Regions from separate parts of the Mus musculus genome. Here region 2 is linked to region 1. Evidence: chromatin contacts called from public promoter capture Hi-C data. All regions are on one chromosome and are shown on one strand. The core of a region is the stretch at or near the end of the contact, and the rest is flanking DNA. Distances in the headings are between cores, read along the strand shown.

The links. Promoter capture Hi-C pulls out the DNA fragments that hold promoters and counts their contacts.
Region 2: a promoter capture Hi-C map of embryonic stem cells shows a contact between it and region 1, with 2.7 times the contacts expected there. The contact joins the promoter of Tff2 here to the promoter of Glp1r in region 1. A contact is called at or near these places in 2 of 39 promoter capture datasets (embryonic stem cells and stem cell-derived epiblast-like cells).

What each region holds. Positions count from the first base shown.
Region 1 is chr17:30,899,872-30,904,039 of GRCm38.p6, reverse strand. It overlaps Glp1r (glucagon-like peptide 1 receptor), which reads right to left and starts at 2,173. Exons shown (of 13, transcript NM_021332.2): 1 at 2,086-2,173. The coding sequence starts at 2,163.
Region 2 is chr17:31,142,667-31,147,120 of GRCm38.p6, reverse strand. It overlaps Tff2 (trefoil factor 2 (spasmolytic protein 1)), which reads left to right and starts at 2,839. Exons shown (of 4, transcript NM_009363.3): 1 at 2,839-2,951; 2 at 3,858-4,007. The coding sequence starts at 2,873.

The sequences.
Region 1 (4,168 bases), core at 924-3,423:
CAGCAAAGATCAGACCTGACCTCAGAACCCAGTTCCACCCGGTTGGAACGTCAAGTGTCAAATGCTTGCTTAGCTTCTCAGTAGCCCAGCTCCCTCATAGAGGGTCTATGGGTAGAAGGGAACAGGGTGAGAGGAGTGGTCCTTCCCAGAAAGCACACTGGAACAGCCTAGGTCACGTTTGGCACAAGTTAGCTCAACCATCCCTTAATTTGCAGGGAAGCAACTTCTGCCCTCACCAGACCTGCTCCCTTGGCCTTCATGCCCACCGGGCAGGAGGAAGGCATGGGCCAAGAGCTGGGGTCCCACTCTCTTTGCTCCCCCATCCCTAAGCTGCTGTACCCTACCACCTAGGGAACCCTGTTTCTGAGTACTCACCCTACCACGAATGACAGGAAGGTGATCTCACAGACAGAAAGTAAAATACAAAATTTATTCTTGAGTCTTTCCAGGGTCCATGCGGTTGTGCTGTAATTATTGCAATCTAACGTTAAAGCTGCCTGTCACACACACACACACACACACACACACACACACACACACACACACCTCTGCAGGCGGCTACCGGAGACATTAGTACTCGCCATAACAAGGGCACCCCATCAAAGCTCCAGTGTGTCTCTTCAGCACCTGCATTTCTGCTCTTATGAACCAGGGCTGGAGTAAGGGTCAAGATGCTTGACATTAGAGGAGGGAGTCTTGCAGGGAGAAGAAAGGAAGGCCTCAAGCTTGGCTCTGTCCCCTCACTCTCAACCTAATCTGCAAATGTGACCCACAGCAGCCTAGGACCAGAAGGCTCAAATCCCCACCATCCTGCCTCACAAGAAGGAACTGAGCAGCGAATCTGCGGTTGTGGCTGGAAAGATCCCAATGTCACCAGGAAAGCCATGGCCTGCAGGGGAACAGAGAGGCAGTGCCAGAGACTGGGAAGGTATCTCTTGGGGACAGTTGGCCCTGGAGAACAGGGAGAGGATTAATCTGGGAAAGGGTTTGGGAGCTGAGACAGTGCACTTCCTGGGGAGGCACCTCTGTCCACAACTCGGTTCTCAGCCAGGGCTGAGGTCTGTGCCCTCCTATGTCAGACCAAGCTCAAACGGATGCAGGCCCACTCCCCAACGGTTAAGCCCTTTAGCTCTGGAGGTGGACACAAGACATGATGTGTAAAGTACTCCCTTCTATAGGAACACTGCCCAGCCTTGGGCCTCTTCTATGCAAGGGTATCCTGGCACATTTGAACAACCGCCCTCCATACAAGCAGCTGGCCATCATGGCCAGGGCAGGAGCCTGGGGCAGGATTCACAGGCAGGTCAGAGAGAGTCAGAGAAGAGCCCACAAGAGTCCAGCTGCGACCTAGTCTTTGGCGACACCAAGGAGGTTGGATGTTCCGGTGACCCTCGGTATTCTTTCTGGTGGGTTATTAATCCAAGGGGGTCTAGGATGGGTATTAGCCGAGTGTATGAGAGGGCCTGGCTGATCCAGAAGAAACAGGGAACCTGCTGCATGTTTGCTGCAGAGGCTGGGGTGGAGGTGGCAAGTCAGTGCCACCTGGGAGGTCATCAGGAAGGACAACAGGCTGCAGGGTCCCTGGGGCTATGAGTCAAAGACTGTGATGAGGTGATGGGAGGAAGCTGCATTTCTACAACCAGGCCCCTTCGGTCCTCTAGAGCTTCCTGGGTACCCCATACACAAGGAAGCCCAGGAGGAGTGCAGGGGAAGGCACCGCAGGGGTTCTGAGTACAGAGGGAAGGCAGAGTGCCAGTGGGTTTGGAAAAGGAGTTGGGAAAGTAATAAGGGACAAAGACGGGTCGCAGAAGTCAGAGCAGGGCAACCCTGGGGCAGCTGGTGCCCTGACAGAGCAGCTGGAGCCGAGAAGTGAGGCAGCTCTTCAGGATGAGGGTAGTCACCTCATGTCCAATCCCCACCTGGACTCCTCAACTCCTCTGTCTCTTCCTCGCCTGAGCCTTGCACTTCCCCTGTCTGGGGTCCCGGAGTTTCTGCTCAAGTCCAGGAGCCCCTCCGCTAGCTCTTGTGCCCGCAGAACACCGCAGCGTCCCCCTCCCATTTGTCACCGGGGTTCCCAGGGCTCACCTGAGGGCGGGGGCCGGCCCTGCCCACCGCCCCGAGCAGCAGGAGCGCCAGGCGCAGGAGGCTTGGGGTGCTGGCCATGGCTGGGCGCTCAGGACTGGGTCATAGCTGCCACCTGCGGAACCGCGCGCCGCGACTGATCCCTGCCGGGCTGCGGGGGGAGGAGCTGGCGTGGGGCCGCCCCGCCCGTCCGCAGGAGGGATCGGGCGGGGTCCCTGTCCTCTTCCGCCTGGGTTTCAGGAGGCCCGGGGCCAGACCGGCCTCCAGCGTCCCGGGCCAGGAGATGTTCGGCGCTGTGCTCCCCGCGGGCTCCACTCAGGTTTAAGAGCCGCAGGAGCGGAGCTTCTAGCTCTGAGCGCCTGTGGTGCCTGCGCCTGGCCAGCTCGCTGCGACCAGTGGAGCCCGCCTCCCACCCCCGCACCCCGATCTCCTCCTGGCTCCCCCTCAACTAAGGAAAGCCACGCCCCCACCGAGTCAGTGCTTCCAAAAGGAAACTGAGGCCAGGAAAGGTGTAGGATTGGTACAAGGTCATAGTGTTGGTCAGACTTCTGGAAAGTATCCCACAAGCTGCTAGTTACTAGGGAAGAAAGATCGGACTAGTTGGGTGCCACCTACTTCCCCAATCCTCTCCTCATCCCAAGCCCAGCCTTCTGGGCCTGCACAGCAGTCAAGGTGGTAGGGATCAGGACAAGAGATCCCAGAAGAGTCCTTAGGGTCCTTTCTATCTAAAACTTTAGAAATTGCAGGGTGAAGAGGGTTGAGGCTGGATTCTGTTTTTCTAGAACTTTCCAAATGTTCCCTGTCCACCCCTTGCTGTCCCTGGGCCTGCTACAATGTGTGCCCTGACTAGCTTACCCTATGCACTTCAGTCTGTCTTCCTACACCACACCTTTGCCCTTGGCTGCAGTACAGGTCGGGAGAGCTCCAGACTCCTACCTCTTCTGTGAGTTAATAAGTGGGACAGGCAAGCCGAGGTGTACCACTAACCTCTTGAGGAAGGCAAGAGGATGCACCCCCCCCCCACCATGAACTAGTATAAGGAAGTTGGGTGTGGCTCTACTCAGCCCTGGACCTGCCTAGGGCTAGTCTGGACCATTCTGGAAGAGAAGAGAGATTGGATGCATAGCTGCAACTCTTAGAGATTACAGAACTTCCCAAAGTCCTGCAGGAAGTGGGTCTATACATCCAGTGCTCAATCCCGCGGAGGGAGACAGCCAAGAGAGGTGCGGAGCGCGCTCCACTCAGAGAGAGAAGCTCCCTTCTGGTGAGCTCTGCCTTTGAGTCCCTTGTTTTAGCCCCAGCCTGAGGTCAAGCAGGTTCCCCCTGTGTGCCACACAGGCTTGGCTGTTTAGCTGTCAGGACCATCCATCCAAATAAATGATCTAACTAGGGCTTTTACGGAAAGCAAAGCTGGAACTTCAGCCCAGGTTGGAGTGAGTAGCCATTCTCTGCTCATCAAGGTCTCCAGATCTTTTCGCTTTTCTGGTACCAGCATCTACCTAAATGACCCGAAGTGGCTCGCTTTAGAACCAATCAGGACATCAAAAGTCCAGCTGCAGGGAAGGACCAGCTGATTGCCCAGAGGGACCTGTCCTGAAGACAGCAATCATCAATTCCCCACCTGCTCATCAGAATTTAGTCACATGGCCATCCCTAGTTTCAAGAGAGGCTGGAAAAGGTACTTTTTATTTTGGGCTGTCACAGGCACAGTTAAGCAATGTACCTTTCGTTATTCTGCTTTTTATAGCTAATAACACCACTCCACAGACTGAGCACTGTGTTTTGTTGTGTTAGACAAGCTCTCTCTACGTAGCCCTGGCTATTCTAGGACTCACTCTGTAGATCAGGCTGGTCTTGAACTCACAGAGATCCACCTGCCTCTGCCTCCCAAGTACTGGAATTAAAGGTGTGCGCCACCACTGTCCAGCAAGTCTAAGAACATTTTGAAGAAAATTTTACTTGGGCTCCTGATTCTGATGTAAAGGTAAAGAACTACAGTCAGAAGCATCCTTCACAGACTTCTGGAGTGGTGAAGGGTATCCTACATGGACCATCAGGGTTTAATATACCTAACCATACTGGCTTT
Region 2 (4,454 bases), core at 1,590-4,089, 240 kb before region 1:
ACCCATCCTTGGGTTCCTCGTAGTCTCCTTCCTCAGGCAGGGTAGAGTCCACCCTCTTAGAACCACTACAAAACCGGGAGTGTCCGGCTGCCTCCTACCTCGGGTTCAGAGCATGGGGGAGCTCGGTCCTCTAAGCCTTATGCTGCTGCTTCCACGCATGCTCAGCCCGCTGAGCATCCCTTCCTTCCTCAATATCCGATTTGTCTGGCCTTCAGGTCAAGGCAGTGAAGGATTTGACTAAGAACTCAAGGAACTCACATTTATGGTCTGCGGCTTCGTTTTCTTCCTTCTCCCACCCAGCTACCCTGGTTCTGGGCCTGGTTCTTGTTTCTCTACTCTGCCTTCTTTCCCTCTTCTGGATTCCTGTCATTTGACAGGGCTTTAGAGTCCCCTACAGGAGAGGGTGGTCTGGACCGTTTTTTTCTGTGTGCTCCGAGAAAGACTGGCTAGTACCTGAGGAATTCCAGTTTGCCTGAATAGATAAACACCATCTCCCCCAAGGTGTGCAGGGAGACTGGGGTGGGGCTGGAGGTGGGAGTGGAGAGAAGACATGAGAAAAATCACACCACGAAGTCACGGCTGGTCTGAGAGCATGCGCAGAAGCAGCAGCGCGAGGCTTGCACATGCAAGCCCTGGAGGAGGCAGCGGGGTGCTCCTGGTGTTGTAGTGGGGGGGGTGGTGATGTGAGCCCCCTGGAAGTCGGGCTGGAGGAGAAGAGGCACAGACAAGGAGAGCTGAGCTGCTGTGGAGTCGAGGGTTAGGATTTAAGGAAGCAGCTGCTGTGGTAGCCACAGAGAAAGTGCTAGAAGCGAGAGTGTACTGAACGGGAAAGAAGCCCGTGTTTTGTCCGTGGAGAGTTCAGGTTCTGAGAGAGAGAGAGAGAGAGAGAGAGAGAGAGAGAGAGAGAGAGAGAGAGAAGGGGAAGTTCCTAGAGTCCAGGAGAAGATACAGAAGATACAGAGCCCGGCAGCCATCAGTCTGCATGTGACCTGCCTGGGGTTCAGAAGCCGTTTATGCCTGTACCAAGATTTGGGCCAATGACCTTGGGACTGAGTCCTTGTCATCAGAGACGGGTCAGTGGACCCCAGTGAGGCAGGTGCAATAGACGTGGCACAGTGCAGAGTCTGTATCCACAGCACCCATAAGTTTTCCTATAAAGTGGAAACTGTAGCTGTGGGGTTCTCCTGAGCCTCTGTGATTGGCCCACAGCCTGGTCCCACAGATATGGCTGTCTATTGTTGTGCAGTACCCTTGACTTTATATGGAATGGGGCGGGGGTGCAGTGCTCATAATATGGATAGCCTGTTCATCAGGACACAGGCTTGTACAGGGGGAAGGGATAATGCTCAAAGGAAAGATAAATGTCTCTTCAGGGGACAGGTGGCTTTGGCGGAACCCCTGATGGGGCAGGGGAACTTGGGTTGGGATGTGGGCCAGAGAGGAGGGAGGAATGAGGATGTTCAAGAAAATGGGTTCTTGGCAAGTCTTATCATCTTGATGGCTGTCCTAGTTGACTGCCCCTTGCTATGATAACCAAAAGGAACCTGGATAGAAAAGCAATTATTTATCCAATACATCCCTATCAGTCAGTCATTGAGGGAAGTCAGACAGGACCACCAAGCAGGAACCTGGAGGCAGGAACCAGGAGGCAGGAACTGAAGCAGAGACCATGGAGAAATGCTGCTTACTGGCTTCCCCCCACCCACCCCCCATGGCTTACTCAGTCTGCTTTCCATCTCTTGCCAGATGACCCTGGCTTGTGTCAAGTTGACACCAAAACAGCACAGCAACAACAACAACAAAGATACGTAATAAACACAGAGATAAAGAACCGCTGGGATGTGCCACAGAGAAATAGAGCCCTGCTGGGTTTGCAAGGATCCAGGTGAGGTTTTGAGGATTTAGGTCTGCTCTTTAGAGCCTGGGATGGGGCCAAGGCTTTTAAATTCTGTATCCGAGTCATGGACTCTGTAGCCTATCTCCCACAGCTGGGCAGACTCCTTCAGCCCCAAAGGACACACACACACACACACACACACAGTCCCTCTCCTTCTCTCCTCTGACATTTCTGTTCTGAGTTGTCCTGATCCCCTGGGTTCTGTCCTCGGTGTCCATTTTACAAATCCCCTCTCCGGGGCATTTCATGGGTGGGCATCTCAGTCCTAGGCACTGTGTGAGGGAAGTGAAGTATCCCCACGGGGCAAAGAGTGTCCAGCTTCAGGGATGAAGAAAGCTGCCTGCCCCATGACGGCTCCCTTAGGCCCTGGCGGCTGGTCTCTGTGTACAACAGTCCTTGGGGCTGGCAGGGAGCCAGGTGAAGTAGGGTGTGCCTTGCATCAGGAATGCAGACTGGGTCCCCTGGAGATGCTCCCCCTCCCCTGGGAGGCTCCTGGATATAATGACCTTCTCTCTCTGTGCTCTTTGTTTCTCCATAGCGTCATTCACTTCAAATATTTAAAAAACAAAACAAAACAAACAAACAAGAAACAAAAAAAGAAAACAAACAAAAAACAAAACCTAAGAAGTCTCTACAGTAGGCACAAACCTTACCCAGAGTAACACCACGAGGCTAATCCCTTCCTGGGTGTGACCCTGTGGGTGCCCTATTCCAGTTGCATACGTGGCCCATTCCCCTTTCAGTAACCTGGCACGACCCAGCCTGACCCAGCCCATGTCCGGAGGGGTTTTTCCCACCTCCTCTGGGCCTCCACTTGGAGCCATGTCAGCTTTTCTGCACAAAGAACCTAGGAGGCTTGGGGCCACGAGTAAGGGACAGTTATCAGGGCCATTGAGCAAACAAACAGGAGCCAATAAAATGCCAGCTGGTGGGAACTGGGCATTCTGCAGGCTGCCCAGGTCCAGTGGAGCAGACATGCGACCTCGAGGTGCCCCCCTGCTGGCAGTGGTCCTGGTTTTGGGACTGCATGCTCTGGTAGAGGGCGAGAAACCTTGTAAGTAAAAGTCCGTGGAGACCCAGCAGGTGAAAGGTAGGATCTGAGCCCCCTTGAGTGATGGGCTGTAGTTCATCTAGGACCTGGACTAGGTGGGTTTTTTCTCTATGTTCCCTCAAAGGACAAAGGCAGGGTGACAGATTGCAAGGAGCTAGACAGCACCCTGCTGTCTGGGTGCTGCTGTGGGAAGCTCACCCAGAATCTCTTATTCAGAAGGGCTATGTCTACAGGTGTCAGCCTGGTTAGGAGGACAGGAGGGCCTGCTGTCTTGGGCCTATCTTGTGACCTTGACTTCTGCATAGGTTCATAGAGTCACCCTCTTTACAGAAGGTTTGTGTCGCCTTCTTCCTTCCCTTCCCTTCTCTCTCTTTACCTCTTCCTTCCTTCCTTCCTTCCTTCCTTTCTTTCTTTCTTTCTTTCTTTCTTTCTTTCTTTCTTTCTTTCTTTCTTTCTTTTCTTCCTTCCTTCCTTTCTTTCTTCCTCTCTTCTTTCTTTCTTTCTTTCTTTCTTTCTTTCTTCCTCTCTTTCTTTCTTTCTTTCTTTCTTTCTTTCTTTCTTTCTTTCTTCCTCTCTTTCTTTCTTTCTTTCTTTCTTTCTTTCTTTCTTTCTTTCCTTCTTTCCTTCCTTCCTTCTTTCTTTGTTTCTTTCTTCCTTCCTTCCTTCCTTCCTTCCTTCCCTCTTTCTTTGTTTCTTTCTTTCTTTCTTTCACAAATGAAATGGTTTCAATAAAAGCCTCCCCTGGTTTCCCCAGGAGGAAGCCAGATAGCTTTAACATGGGCAAAATAAGACCTCATGTCACCCCTTGGGCAATGAGATTCTGCAAGTGTCCTAAGCTCCCAGGGCAGGTTGGAAGAAGCATCTAGCATGCTGGGCAGGGATGACCATGATGGCTCGCTCTATCCACAGCCCCCTGTCGGTGCTCCAGGCTGACACCCCACAACAGAAAGAACTGTGGCTTCCCGGGCATCACCAGTGAGCAGTGCTTTGATCTTGGATGCTGCTTTGACTCTAGCGTCGCTGGGGTCCCTTGGTGTTTCCACCCACTTCCAAACCAAGGTAAACTTTGGAGAGCCAGGTCCTTCTGCCAGCTGTCGGCTTAGGACCTGGCCCTGGGCAAGGTCTACAGCAGGTGCTTGGAAGCCTAGCTGAGCTAGAGCTAGCCCAGGTTAACACGAAGGAAGCCTTAAATGCCTCTTCTATACCCTTACCCCCTCCCCGATCCCCATCCCATACCCTAAATCTACCATTGGCCTGTACATAAAAATGTAACTTCCAAAGCAGCTTGGGAAGGGGGCGTGGAGGCATCAGATATGATGGGTTTCAAGCCAGGGCAAACTGTGAATACAGTACGCACAAGAATGCCAGCTGTGTGTGAGTTCACCGCAGGCATGGGCTTTGCCACTGGGGCACTCGTGGTAGGGAATATCCTCCCAAATGACCAGCATGCTCTGAAGAAAAACCAGGTAGGTTAGTGGCTGCGTCCAGGGTCCCTTTCGATATCAA